Regions from separate parts of the Anas platyrhynchos genome. Here region 2 is linked to region 1. Evidence: chromatin contacts called from public Hi-C data. All regions are on one chromosome and are shown on one strand. Each heading gives the region's core, a stretch centred on a gene start, on an enhancer-like site or on the middle of the called end of the contact. The rest is flanking DNA. Distances are from core to core; before and after follow the strand shown.

Region 1 (7,293 bases), core at 302-2,801:
TTCCCACTCAAGGGTCAGCACCCTAACACTGCAGCACCGCTTCTGTCACCCTGCCTCCCCATTGAGAAGCACCCTGCTCAAAATAAAGCAGTATCTGCAACTGCTGCTGCCCTCAGTTTGACTCCACAGAGAGCTGGCAGCCACAGAAACTGCTAGCACAGGTAAGTACTGCAACCATCACTAGTATTTTAAGAAGTCTTAGTGACGGGATCTTCAAGAGAGCAATCATCAGGCACTGCAACATAGCTTACTATACTACCATCAGCAGTTCAGTTCCAAAGACAAACAAGATCACTCAGCAAAAGGCAGGCAGGCAGACCTCATGCTGAGGCAACACCTACAAACCAACTACAACTACACCAGTTCTAGACTAATGTAACTCTCAGGTCTCACATGACTGTGTGCTTCTGCCTTCCCTCAGTTATGAGGGCTCTTTCTGAGGGCTATGTGCAGGCAGACCCAAAGAGAAGTACTGTCTTCCAAAATCCCAGATCAAGTTATTTTAACGCTGAGGGAATTCTACAAGATTTTAGTCTCTCTTCTCTTAGAAGAAAACTGAACTTGAAGAAAACATGTGAGCCCATTTTGATTATAGGCCCATTCCCTTACATTTACAGACAGGAGTCTTCAGTGCTCACCCATGTTAAAAGAAGAAAAAATATAAACCAAAGCTCGACTAAGTTCATGTTTTCAGCACTGCTGATAGCAACGTGCCTCATCTCGGCCTCAGTTTACACTTCATGACGGTAAACACACTTGGAAGCCTTGCTAACAATTCTTTCTCAGTTTTCCCTATAATAATTAAGAGGTTTAATAAAAAGATTTAAAATAATTGCAAAGCTTAACACAACACTCCCTCTGAAAAAGCTGCCTCTGGTGAGACCGCTCTAACAAGCAAACCATTATAAAGGGCATGAATTACAGTGAAACGTAACGGGGACGAAACTGGAGCAGAGCACTGTCCTCAAGCAGGCAGATGAACTAGCTTAACATTAGCTCTTGCCGGGCTCGAGACTCAGCTCGCGTCCGCGGTACAGCAGCAGGCGGGTACTGCACGGGGCACACGGAAGGTTTGGGAAGCGCCCGGGTGCTCGGCAGGGCTCAGGGGGACCCCTCAGGGAACCGCGGGGCAGCTCCGGGGGGCGCGGGGCACTGGGGCTGGGCCCCGCCCGCTGCCGGGGACGCCGCGGAGGGACGGGAGAACTCAGGGCAGAGGCGAGCCGCAGGTGCCGGCGCCCCCCACCCCGGGGTGCTCGGCTCCCCTCCGCTCGGGGCAGGACCTTCCCCACCGCCGCGGGGCAGGGCCGGCCGCTGCCTCTCGGCGAGGGGGCGGCGCCCCGTTAGCCCGGCCGCCGCCAGGCTGCCTCCGCCGACCCCCTGCCACCCCTCGCCGCGGGGCGCCGCGCCCCCGCCCCGCCGCTCTCTCTCCCCCAGCCCGGGGGCGAGGGGAGCCCGGCCCCGACCCCCGGAGCGAGCCCGCCCCACCTCGCCTCAGCTCCCGCCGGCGCCGCCATGGAGGCCGCCCCTCGGCGCACGCGCGGCGCCCAGAGGCCGGCAGGGGGCGCGCCGGCAGCAGGGAGGCGGCGCGCGGCCTGGCGGGGGCTGCGGCCGCGTGGGGCAGGGGCAGGCCGGGCGCTGCAGCACCGCCACCAGCAGCAGCAGCACCGCCACCAGCAGCATGGCGCAGCTCACGGCGCGGTTCCGCACCGAGAACCCCAGGTGAGGCCGCGCCGGGTTGGGATGGGTGGGGGGGTACGTGGAGGCCCCCGCGCAGGGCCGGCTAACGGCGCCGTGTGCCCGCAGGTACGCCGTGGAGGATGTGCCCTTCTCCGTGCCCGCGGCCTCCGAGATCACCGACCTCAGCCACCTCATCAACAAGCTGCTGGTGGCCGCCGACGGTAGGGGCCGGGCCGGGCCGGGGGCTCCGCCGCAGGCCCCGCCTCGGCCCTGCGCTTCGGGGCCGGACCGGGGCCGCACGGAGGGGCCCGGGGAGCAGCGGGCGGGCGCAGGCAGCCGGCAGAGCCCCCGTGGCTCGCAGCGAGCCTCCCTTCCTTCCCCTCGCGTAACGCCGTGGGCTGCCCACGCTGGGCTTTTAATGCTCCTGCTGGCCAGCCCCAGAGCGAGGTTGTTCTTGATAGCATCAGTTAAACAGCACTACCTGAGAGTGAATTCTGCTTTGTTTCAGCTGACCACAAGTATGTGGAATTTGACTTCCTTATCAATGGCCAGTTCTTGCGTATGCCGCTGGTCACACACATGGAGATGGAAAATATCTCCACGGTAAGTCATGCTCACTTTCTTTCGCAAAACAGATTTAGCCATCATCTCTCAGTTCAAGGTATCAAAGTATCACCCTGTCACCCTAACTAGGTAAATCTCTAAACTGGTGAAACGTTGCCCTGCTCAGTTTTTCTCCTTTCCCGACTTCCACAGAAGTCCTGTATGTTTAAAGTCATTCTCAATTGCAGAATGATTAGACAGTAGAGGACAGAGCAGTGCAAGAAACACCCTTAATCCAAGCTGTTGTCTTTATACAATTTAGAGGGTAAATTATTGTTGCATGTAGTTTATCACTAACATGTTTTAGCTTCCCGTGCTTAGTTACATTGAGAGATGAAAGGAGAGGTTAGCATCACCTCTAGAAAAGTCAAATTCATGAATTACTTTAGACACGGCTTTTACATAGGTAGATACAGTAAAGAGGAACCTGAAAACTAGAACTATTTCATTTTGCTTTCAGCTTGCCATTAATTGTAACTTGCTAAAACTATGGAAAGCGATAATACTTGGATACTGAGACATTTGGTTCAATAAACTTTTATATCTGTACCACACTAAAACTAAGTATAATTGCTATTAAGAAAAATTAAACTGCACTAAATAACTCTTCTGTCTGTGAACTCAGGAAGAAGTGGTGGAAATAGAGTATGTGGAGAAATACATGGCCCCTCAACCAGAGGAGTGTATCTTCCATGATGACTGGATCAGTTCTGTTCAAGCCACTGAAGAATGGTACCACAGTAAACCAGTTCTAAGTTTATATTACTTATTCCTGTTGTATGCAGAGGACTCCATGGTGTCAAATGAAGTCCTATTCTGTATCTTTAAAAGTCTATTAAGTCTATTTTTTTCTTGATTTGTTATGATTTTTTTTTTAACCTAGCAAGTCAGTCAGATACTACTTGCTTTTGTAAGGAGTTCGGATTTAACATCTCTGTTCTCTGCTGACAGCAACTTTAACACAGCAGAAAACAACTGCTTGAGATGCTGCTAGTAGAAATGGATAACACAAATACTGCTCACTATTTCTTAAAGGACACCAAGATTTCTATTTTAAAGCTTAAATCATTTAGACTTCAAATGTGACATTCATGTAGTAACAAATACAATTATGTAGCTTTGTGCAGAGCTTTTCTTTAAAATGCACTTATAATTGTCCTTTTGTACAATATTTTTAAATTTATTTCCAAACAGCTAGGCCATGCTTCTCTATGAAATAATGGTTTGAAAGTGCTTTGAGATCCTCATGTTACATACTACAATAACAGCATGTTATTATCTTTTATTTTAAATAACGTATGAGATGTTAAGTTTCACCTACCAGAATACGCAGTACTCCCTCTCATTGCTCTTCTCCTTTACTCTTAAGCCTTGCACTTGTAGGTTTTAACAAAGCCTTGCACTGTAACAAAAAAAAATATATATTTTTTTAACTTTTCCAAGTTTGTTTGTTTTTAATACAAAGTAGTTACATTTTTAATTCATTTCAGCTAACCAGTTGCTATGTTACTATTTATTTTTTTTTTCATTTTCTGGTTGTTGTGTTCTTTCATAAAAACATGTTTGCTTTTAAAGACAAGAATGCTTCAAATTCTGTATTTTGCAGGATATTAACTGGCTGCTATGATCAGACTGCTCGAATCTGGTCTTTGGAAGGAAAATCTATCATGACAATAGCTGGTCATACAGAAGTAGTGAAGGATGTGGCATGGGTGAAGCAAGGTCAGCATATATATTATGGGAGCAGTAATAGCTTGATTTATTGTGGGATAAATTCAGTGTTGAATATGTTGAAATGACAGTGAATGACTATTTAATAATCATAGAATGGTTACAGTTGGAAGGGACCTCTGGAAATTATCTGGTCCAAGCCCCCTGCTCAAATAGGACACCAACGCATTGCCCAGGACGATGTCTAGAAATCTAGATGTTAAAAATTACTTCAGCCTCTTGTCAGAAGTCTTGATGATGAAGTTAACGGATTGTTTTACTGGCACCATTACAGTAATGAATGTCATACTTTAGCATTCATATTGTCTATCATCCTTTCAGTCTTTATCTGTAAATATTTGTATGCAGTATTTTGTATGTAAACATTTACATTAATTGTACTTGCAGAATAACAGCGTAAACTGATAATATGGTCTGGGTTTCTATCTACTATTTCATCTTCAATTAGAATAATTACTATAAATGCTTTGGTAAGCTGACTTTGGTGTGAACGTGACTTCTTTCTTCCTCAGATAGTCTATCCTGCCTGTTACTCAGTGCCTCTATGGATCAAACTATCCTGCTCTGGGAGTGGAATGCAGAGAAGAACAAAGTGAAAGCCCTTCACTGCTGCAGGGGGCATGCTGGGAGTGTGGACTCTATAGCTGTTGATTGCACGCGAACTAAAGTGAGTGACTTCTTAAAAGAAACCTGTCTTTTGGGATGTTAGCAACCTATATCTCAAAAATATATTTTTTTTGGCCCTGGGTATTACTGGTCATTGTGTTATTGTGACCAACGCACTGACTTTTCCATTCCTGTTATAAATGATGGTTATTAAAGATTATATGTGCTACATCAACACTAAATCTTTTCAACAAAGCAGTGCACTTACCTCTAGTATGACAAAAAGCTGAAGGTGACTTTCGATAGCCAAGCCATTATACTGCTGCTTTTGACTTCTGTTGAGTGAAGCTGAATGTTCATTTTTAAGGAAACATTGCATTTGACAGACATAAATACAGGTTATAATGAACTATTTTCAAATTCAACCAATATTTTCACAGTAGTTTTGAATGGGAAAAAAATATTTCAAGAGTGATATTCATAAAAAGCAAGTGACAGAAGAGGTCCTTTCCCTTCAGGACTTCAGTACGTAAGAGCATTCATACCGAAGGTAGAGTCACCCCTCTCAGCTTGCCTCAGTAAGAAAAGGATTAAAATAAAATCTGGTGATGAAAGAAAGAGATGTTTTGTAGATATTCTTCCTGCAAAGAAAGGAGGGGAAAAAAGAGTAATTTGATCTATACAAAAACTTCTTTAGTCTCATTCGAGGAGCTCAGAATCTATTGGTTATTTTTTTTTAAGCAGGAACTGTACTTAGTATGACCTGCAAGGCTTGTCTGGATCAACTTTTAACAAAATGTTTCTATTTTTACAGTTCTGCAGTGGGTCTTGGGATAAAATGTTAAAGATTTGGTCTACAGGTAAGATAAGTCTAGTCTGGGATCCTTGGCTGTCTTCAGAACTGTACTTACAACAGCCTGCATGATGAATACATGAATACTTTATAATGAAAATTTGAATTTCAATAAAAGCAAGCTCTGACTTTTTTTTTGGGAGGGGACGGGGGGAGGAGGGGAACAGGATGGGACACAGACACAACAATAGCTTTGTAAGCCTGTACATAACTATTTTAAAGTACTGTTTTGGGTGGTAAAATTTTCAGGTGTGGTTATTAACAACCTGTTGCTGTTTTATTCAGAACACAATATTATGTGTATGTTTTATTTAAACATGCAGGTTTTAATATAGACTCTACAAAACAAAGGTTTGTGGGTGATTTTTCTGGTCTATCAACACCACAGTATGGAGGACAATAAGATAGACAGGTCTTTTCTAGAAACAGGTTTTTTTTGTTGTTGTTGTTTTTTGTTTTTTTTAATCTGCATGTTCTCTATCACTGTTACCAGTCATATTTTTCCAGTTGGGTGTATATATGTAGGCACTGTATCTAAAAGAAAGATTGTGTTTACCCCACACTTGACTTCCTGTTGGGATTTTTGGTGAGGCAGGATGGTCTTAAAAACACTATTACAACTTCAGAAACCTCTAGATCAGGCCTGTCTTTTGTCATAGTCCCTACAGATGAAGAGGATGAAATGGAAGAAGCAGCAAACAGACCACGGAAGAAGCAGAAAACAGAACAGTTGGGACTAACAAGGGTAAGATGAACTCCAGGTTTGTCCAGGAATTTATCTGAGAAGCGTGACCATAGAAAGTAATTCTTATTTGTTAATATTTACAAGACCAAAAAAATTTCTGTGATGTGCCTGAGAATGACCAGATTCTTTCTTTTATTTATTGAAAGAACAAATGTATAAATGATACTCAATCTAATCTCTTCTCACTTTTGAATTCTAGACTCCCCTGGCAACCCTCTCTGGCCACACAGAAGCCATCTCCTCCGTGCTGTGGTCAGATGCTGAAGAAATTTGCAGTGCATCGTGGGACCATACCATTAAGCTCTGGGATGCTGAGACAGGAGGTCTCAAATCAACTTTGGTGAGATCACTGTACTTTGTATATTCAGCTTAAAGATAAAAGCTGTACAAAAACGATAGTCCTCCCTGTCCCCCACCCCCTCCCCAATTTATTCATTTATTTATTTTTTTGACAGACGGGAAACAAAGTGTTTAATTCTGTCTCCTACTCAACACTTTGTCGACGTCTTGCATCTGGGAGCACTGACAGACATATTAGACTATGGGATCCTCGCAGCAAAGGTGAAACAAAATAATGCACATTCATTAAGTCTTTTTTTTTTTTTTTTCCTCCAAAAATCAGAATTTCTCCCTGTTAGGAGACATTTCAAGAAGTGTTTTCTGGTGCCTTTGCTTGAAACAAGCCATTTGGGAGCTTTTGTTAAATATAGACATTAATTCTATTTTCTGTAACTTGGTACAAGACTCTTTTGATTTTTTTACCTAGTGATTTAGAGAACTTAACTTAGGTTGTCCTTTTTTCTTCAAACTTACTAAAGTATATTCAACTGGGTTTTTGCAAAACCTGAACTTTTTTCTTAAAAAAGATTCAGTCCCTGTATTGGTAGGTAGGACCATCATTAAAGTAAAATAGTAGTCACTTTGTTATGCTATAGTGGTGTCATCTCTGACAGGACTGCTAGTCAGTTATGACTGAATCAACCAGATTTATTTCATAGATATATTTACTTGTTTAGCGCCTATAAATCTCATCCGGAGTTCAGCATATAACAGTATTATCTTATTTTTTAATAATAAA
Region 2 (7,227 bases), core at 3,111-5,610, 220 kb after region 1:
TCAATAATGGCTGGGTTCTTCTGAACCCGCACCATCTCCTCAAAGCCCTCTCCTTGTTTATCAAAACCAGGATTGCTCTACCACCTACAAGACTCATTCACAACCCCAGTGACCCAAAACCAAACCTGCCTCTGCTCTGGGAAAATACAAACATGTCTGGGACACCTCACAGGAAGGAGCGATCCCACAAGTTATTGTCATGAATTTGAGCTAACCCAAGGAAGAAAGAGGATGTCTCTAGATAGATGACTTCTTCACCACAGCTCAGTAATCAAATGAGCCAAAAATTACTTAAGAGGCTGCAATGGCTTAATCCCAGCTCTGGTCAAAGGGGATCTCCTTTCAGTCTTTAAACAGCAGAAGAATAACAATTACAGTCCTAGATCCTACACACATTTCATAAAATGCCAAGTGTACTGCAAATTCCTAGAAAAGTTCTCAGGGGAACAACATGGGCAAGATCCTTACAACATTATGTTCTTTAATACCTCAGTCAAAAATATTGTGGTTTTGTTGCTGCAACTTAGATCCAACACAACTGCCATTTGACTAAGTGCAGTGCAAAGAATCGTTCCAGGGATTACAAGATTCTGCTCCCTTGCAGATTTTTGAACACAGGTCAAAGAAGGCCGTATTTTTTAAACTGAATTAGTAGTTGAGCAAGTAAACACAGTAACTCATCTCTCACAGGACACTGAAGCACAAAAAGCCCTTTGGGCAAATCTTCCTTTGCCCAGCCTCTTGCCTCTTTGCTACAGTTTGTCCTTTCTATCCCGAAGATGATGGAATTGTCACCTTCTATGAACAGACGTGGACACACAGAGAAAAATATATACAAGCTGCTAAACTGAGGTTGCTAGCATATAAAAAATATGGCTACCTACAGACGTTTTATGCACCACATGATAGCAAGACTCATTGGGAAGAGCCCTCTGAGATCTAGAACACGGTTATGCTATTTGCCCTTTCTTTTTAGGCTCTTTGTTTCTTCAATAGGAGCAACACCAATAAGGGAATAACTGAGACCTACCCTGTTTTGAGAGGAAGATAGCTCTTGACCACCAAAACATAAAGGTAGAGCAGTTATGCTAGCTATGAATACCTGTGGGTACTGCTAAAAATGGGAGTGGGCGACCACAACTATTTCTAGAGTTTCAGAAGCCCAAATTCCATCCAGCCCTCAAATAATTAAAAAATAAACAAAACAGCAGCAGCAACTATCTCTAGAGGTGGCTTTAAAAAGGAAAAAAGCAAACTGAAGCTAAACTCTACAGGGAACACTTTGATAGAGGATGGATGTACAAATGTAACTACATAAATTTGCAACTACTGTGTCTCAGAAAAGAGAGCTCTCACTGCCCCACAGACATGCAGTGTGGCTATGACTCTCCATATTTAGCATTAGCACTGCAAACAGAACGAGAATGGAAAAACAACGCCTGTCTCAAAACATGTATTTTAATAAAATACTGTGTATGCTCAGGTCCAGCAGACGGTTCCCAGCTCTATCGCAATCTAAGCCAGGCACCATTTGCAATCCGGTCTCTCAGACAGGAAGTGTTTAAAGCCTGCTTGTGAACGCTGCTGCTTGCTGCCTGGTGCCCTCTAGCTGCCTTGCACACGCACCACAGCCAGGCACCATGCCCCAGCTGCTGACATCTACACTCGTCTGCTACTGCAGCACTTCTGCAGAACTTCTGCATTTCTCTTTGCGCATCTCTCTCCTCTTACATTTGCTTTATGTCGACTTTGGCTGCACTGATTATAATACGGGCTGTTTTCAGCCCCTCCTGTAGAGTCACAGAAAAGAACCACAAAACATCCCAAGTTGGAAGGGGCTCAGAAGGGTCACTGAGCCCAGCTCCTGGCTCCACACAGGACCAGACAGAAATCTGACCACGTGTTTAAGAGGGCTGTCCAAGCACTCCTTGAGCTCCAGCAGTCTCAATGCCGTGACCACGGCCCTGAGGAGCCTGTCCCACTGCCCGACCACCCTCTGGGTGCAGACCCTTTCCCTAACCCCCAGCCTGACCCTCCCCTGTCCCAGCTCCATGCCGTTCCCTCGGGTCCTGTCGCTGTCCCCAGAGAGCAGAGCTCAGCGCCTGCCCCTCCGCTCCCCTCATGAGGGAGCTGCAGGCCGCCATCAGGCCTCCCCTCATCCTGCTCTGCTTGGGGCTAAGCACACCAAGAGACCTCACTGCTCCTCATACGCCCCGGCCCCTTCGCCGCCCGCTCCGCCGTTCTCCCGCGTGGCCACGCGGGTGGCCGAGCCGAGCCGAGCCAGGCCGGGCCGCATGGCCGCCCCCATCTGGGCGCAGGACCCCGCGCGCGGCTCGCCCCCCGGCAGCTGCCCGCACCTTGAAGATGGCGTACCCGGCGGCGGTCTCGAACAGCACCAGCATGCTGCCGGCTGGCGGCGGCGCGGCCACGTGCGCGAGCGGCGCGGGCCCGAACCGCGGCCTGAGCGGGAGCGCGGCGGAAGGGGCGGGGCGGGGGCAGCGGCCCCGCCGGAACCGCTCCCGCCGGCGGGGGAAGCGCCGCGCGCGCCCGCGGGACACGTGGCGGGCGGGAGCGCGCGCGGCGCCGCTGCCCCCTAGCGGCTGCGGAGAGCCGGCAGCGGGACCTTTCCGTGCTGTAACCAAACGATGTCCAGGAACTCGTTACCACAGAGGTGGCATTCAGCTAAAAGGGCAATTTCCAGGTTCTCTCTACTTCTAAAGCACTGCTTCAGTGCTGCTGGCTCAGGGAGTCCCTTAGAACACGGTATCCATCATTTTTACCAACACTAACCCCTCCCAAACACCTGCACTGCTATTACGAGATTACAGATTAGTTGTAGGTTGAAGGTCAGCTTTAGGAAAGCTGTTTTCGACAGACCAGAGAGCCTTTGTGCAGCATAGGTAGGCCAATAGGTTTAAAAATACTACACTACTTGCCTCTTGAACTGCATGCACAGCTGTGGAGAAGGAAGTTAAACTCCCATCTGAATTACTGGAGGTGAATGATAATTGATTTCAGCTGTTTGACATTAGTTACAAATGAGAGAAATTAGAGAAGTGATACTGCACCTGAGAATTAAGCGAGGTTATTAAAGGAAGTAATGCAGGCTCGGTGGTGGCTGCAGAAGCAAGAAGGGCTTTGGGCTTTTTGGGAAGGGACTTAGGTAGTGTTTTGTTGTTTTTTTTTTGTTTTTTTTTTTTTTTTAAAGTGTTATTTTTATTTTTAAATGTGTTCTCTGTTGTGTTTAGGCTGCTAAAAAATGAAACTATGAATTCTGTTGACATGCCTGTGTCTTATGGGCTGAACAGAGACCAGTTTTGCAGGTACTGCACCAATACGGTTTGTACCCTGGGGACGTAACATATCTGTAACCACAGTGAGTAAGAAGGGGCAGAGAGTCAGCACTGCGGGTACTTAGCATGTATGCAGATTTCATTGTTATGCTTTTACGTTATGTATAGGGATAGGTAACTGAACCCCAGGTCGTGGGAGCTTTAGTTGTTATTACTGACTGTACTGTACGGAACAACAAGTAAATCTAAGAATTATGCTTAAGTTTATTGATAGTGTCTGAGGCTGTAGTGATGTCACTGTAAGGCCACTCTTCTGCTTTTAAACTTGGCTTTATTTGTGAGTAGAAACGATGTTTATAGTAATATTAAGTATGTCCTTTTTAATTCTCTTACTGCTGTATGTTGTTTTAAAGGTCTTAAATGGTTTACTTTGTTGGTTTCCATAGTGTTTTTGAACTCATAATTTGCTTTTACTCTCAGCTTGGTGTAGCATCAATAAAATTGACTTTCCTCCCTGCTAGGCTTTGTATGAAACAAGTCATCTTAATTGTGTAACTTTGTATAGTGTGTGTTTTCTGACTTTTTTTTTCTTAGTTCTGATTGGGTTTAGTAGTTTTGTTTAAAACTAATTCATAAGAGTTTAAACATGGCATACTGCTTCACTGGCTAACAAAGGTGCATCTCCTGACGTTGTCACACTTGCAGCATGTCTTTCAGTCAGGGAGGCACAACAGCGCTGATACAAAGTGCAGCTGCTCCAGTGGCTGGTGTTACAGAAGAACCCAGTAAATGGAGGTTGAAGGCCATGTGGCTCGATGTGTTCTGCCCAGCGATGCCTCCTACCCTTCCCCCAAAGCAGCTGGTAAAGCTAACCTACCTGGCGATCACGCATCTCCTCTTCCTGCGGAGCTATTTTACAGTTCCATTACCCTTTTCCTGCCTTTTTTCGGGCCGGCCGGTGGAGCGAAGCCCTCCCCTCCCCGCCACCAGCCCCGGAGGGCCGTGAGCAGCCCGGGGGAGGCCGGTGGGGCTCGGGGGGGCTTTCGTGGGCGGCGGGCGGGGAGGAGCCGTGGGGCGGCCGTGCGGGAAGTGAGCTCAGGCGCACAGGAAATCCCGCCCGCGCCGCGGCCTGTGTTTGCGCTGCGGGCAGAGAAAGGAGCCGAGCGCCTGCAGCGGCCCAGCCGAGCCTGCCGCACGCCCCGGGGCCGAGCCATGTCTGACCAGGTACGGCCGCCCCCGGCCCGGCCCGGGGAGCCCCGGGCGGAGGGGAAGGAGCGGCGGCGGGGGGCTGCACGGCCCCGGGGGGCGGCGGAGGAGCTGCCCGGCCGCCCCTTGCGAGCCGCGGGGCCGGGGGGGCTCCAGGGGGGGCGCCCCGCGCTCCGCCCTCGGTCTGCTCCTCGGATGGGGCCGGGGCAGCCCCGGCAGCGGGGCCGCGATGCGGAGCAGCCGCTTCCTTTCGCTTTCCGCTTCCCGGCCGTGCGGCAGGGCGCTGCTCCCTGGAGCTGGCCCGGCCTGCCAGCTGCTCCGTTTGCCTGGGGAGCGGAAAAGGAAGGGGAAGAACCCAAACCTTCCCCGCTCGGCATTGCCCACATCAAACCCCACCGAGACCCTGCCCTCTCTTCTCGTACCTCGCAGTGTTGCTTCCCAGGCAGGGGCGCGAAGAGTTGCTCGTACAGCGAGCTCCCGCCTCGCTCGGCACGGTGCACGCACAGCCCTTTGCTGTATCTGTGGCTTTAGGCTATGTGACCTGCTGGTGAAAAGTTAAAACAGCATTGAGTTTTAATTTGTGTTCTGTTTCACTTGATCTCTTCTATTGCTTTCAGATGGCAGTGGTTTTTTAATCTCTGTGACAGTTTGGATTTGGAAAAATCAATGTCAGTGTCTACAAATGTCTCCTGCAATGTTGTGAAGTCCGGAATAGTTCTAGTGCCTGGCAGGAAATGAAAAGTATCCAAAACAGTATATACTGTGTCTCCCTAGCAGAATAGCCTTGATACATTGTGACCCGTGAATAAAAACCACTGCCTTTACCTACTAGTGGTTTTCTTCCCCTGGTGCAGCTCTGTGGGTGAGGATGCTATTGTCTGTCTCTGCCCCCTGAGTGTGCAGCTATGAGCACAGCTTGTTGCTGAAACTGATTAGGGTGCTCTTCCTGTGTAGTGAAATGCACAAAAGTGGCTGCATGTGAAGAAATAGTAAATTCTGAACTAGATTTTGAAGGCTGGTCTTCACATGACCCGTTCTGTAGCGCTCTGCGTTTGTGAGCTAAGGCATGTTTTAACACATAGCTTCCATTAGGTAATGCCTTCTCCAGCCCAGTCCCGGTAAAACACATACATAACACATACATGCTTGCTCTCTGGAGCTGCTTGAAGTGTACAAAACTCACTGTATTTGTTGTCCTTTTTGAGTGCTTATCTTAAATGGCTTTGGTTAATGACCCTAATTTATGTATTTATTGGAGATAAGATAAACCTTATCATATATTGTATCACACTGTTGGGGGGACTGTGCAACAACAGCTAAACAGCTTCTGAAGCACCCATGAAATGTACAGTAATGCAGAACTGTTGGTCTTATTCCTTTGTTTATCAAGACCACTGGAATAATCAAACTGCCTACAATTGTTCATTGCTTACAGTTAATTCCACGTCCCCAAGGAAGACAGTTCTTAAGATGACACCATTTGTCCCTAGTTGTAATTTTGGCTTGTCCTTTTAGGTATAAATCAAGAAGTGCACTTGATTTAGTTACTTTGATTCCAATAGGAAATTAACTTTTTTTTTTGATAAAAGTACTTCTAAGAAGGACAAACTTCAAAGAACTCATAGCTGCTTGGTGGGATCTCGGCAGAGGAGAAAAAAAAAATCCCTGCTATGAAGAATCTTGGGCTGTTCTTGCTCTAATTGAATCTAGATGCAGGCATTTTTTCTTTTCATGTACAGCAAATACAGCACTATGTAATTTCTCATTCCTGTAACAAATGCAAGAGTTTATTTGCTAGGTTAGGAAGTGTGTTGTAATCTTATTCCTTTTATAATTTCGAGTTTAAAAGTTCTAAAGTATACTGAGTATGTTCTTTGTAAGTCTTAAACATTGAAGTTTAAGTACTCCAGAAAACTGGAGGAGGAAATCTGCAACCTACAACTTTACAATGCTTGTTTTGTGGTTTTGATAGCTGCAACAGCAAATACCTGGCACGCTCAGTGCATTTCATCCAATTTCATCAGATGTTTTAAGGTCGTTAGATTGGTGTTGATAGCAATGTGAGATAGTACTTCATGTTGTGCTCTTTAGGTTAAGCTGTGGCACAAAGCCTTTAAAACTTTAGGGATCTAATGTGAAGTTAGAACTTAGCATTGTGGTATTCCTGTGCTGTTTGTGTGGTGCTTTTCTCCATTTTTCATTTAATGTACATTTCATGATGCCCCAATAAACACTAGTTTTTTTCACAGTGTGAGTAAAAGTCTGGAGGTTGGCTTGTGGATTGTTTATCCAGGATTTTTTTAGCCAATGGTAGTAGTTTAGTAACTTGCTATCTCCTTGCTTTCTTTGTTCTTAAGTGTGTTTGTTTGTTTGGTTGTTTTTTTTGTTGCTGTTGTTACTGGCTTTACCATTTGGCATTGAATGGCAGTAGAGCTAGCACTGACAAAATGCAGGGAGCTGTTTCAGTCTTGATGGGTGTTGTGCTCTGGTTTCAAACCTTTTGTTTTTTTTAAAAAAAAGACTTTTTTGTCAATATTGGTTTTATCCAATTTCTCTTTTCCTGGAATTCTGTCTCTGCCCTGTTTTTTGTGGGTGAGAGGTTTCTGGGGCTTTAAACAAGCACCTTTATAGTGTGGTGTTTCAGAACTCTGATTCCCTCTACTTTTTCTACTGTTTGCAGCTTTCCGTATTAATTCTTAGTACTTACATTTTCTTTCCCTGAGAGTGG

Evidence for each region. Hi-C and Micro-C count contacts between places; a contact is called where the count stands out from the background.
Region 2: a Hi-C map of subcutaneous adipose tissue shows a contact between it and region 1, with 2.7 times the contacts expected there. The contact joins the promoter of SUMO1 here to the promoter of WDR12 in region 1. A contact is called at or near these places in 2 of 8 Hi-C or Micro-C datasets (skeletal muscle and subcutaneous adipose tissue).

Annotation. Positions count from the first base shown.
Region 1 is chr7:27,834,185-27,841,477 of IASCAAS_PekinDuck_T2T, forward strand. It overlaps WDR12 (WD repeat domain 12), which reads left to right and starts at 1,552. Exons shown (of 13, transcript XM_027461068.3): 1 at 1,552-1,719; 2 at 1,804-1,898; 3 at 2,186-2,280; 4 at 2,906-3,012; 5 at 3,887-4,002; 6 at 4,524-4,678; 7 at 5,432-5,477; 8 at 6,130-6,215; 9 at 6,415-6,555; 10 at 6,671-6,776. The coding sequence starts at 1,679. CARF (calcium responsive transcription factor) reads right to left here and starts at 5,017. Exons shown (of 16, transcript XM_027461059.3): 1 at 4,886-5,017; 2 at 3,602-3,682. The coding sequence starts at 3,626.
Region 2 is chr7:28,049,126-28,056,352 of IASCAAS_PekinDuck_T2T, forward strand. It overlaps SUMO1 (small ubiquitin like modifier 1), which reads left to right and starts at 4,361. Exons shown (of 5, transcript XM_027461471.3): 1 at 4,361-4,517. The coding sequence starts at 4,506. It overlaps NOP58 (NOP58 ribonucleoprotein), which reads right to left and starts at 4,332. Exons shown (of 15, transcript XM_072041113.1): 1 at 4,171-4,332. The coding sequence starts at 4,185. It overlaps LOC140002955 (a long non-coding RNA gene), which reads right to left. Exons shown (of 5, transcript XR_011810719.1): 5 at 4,909-5,043.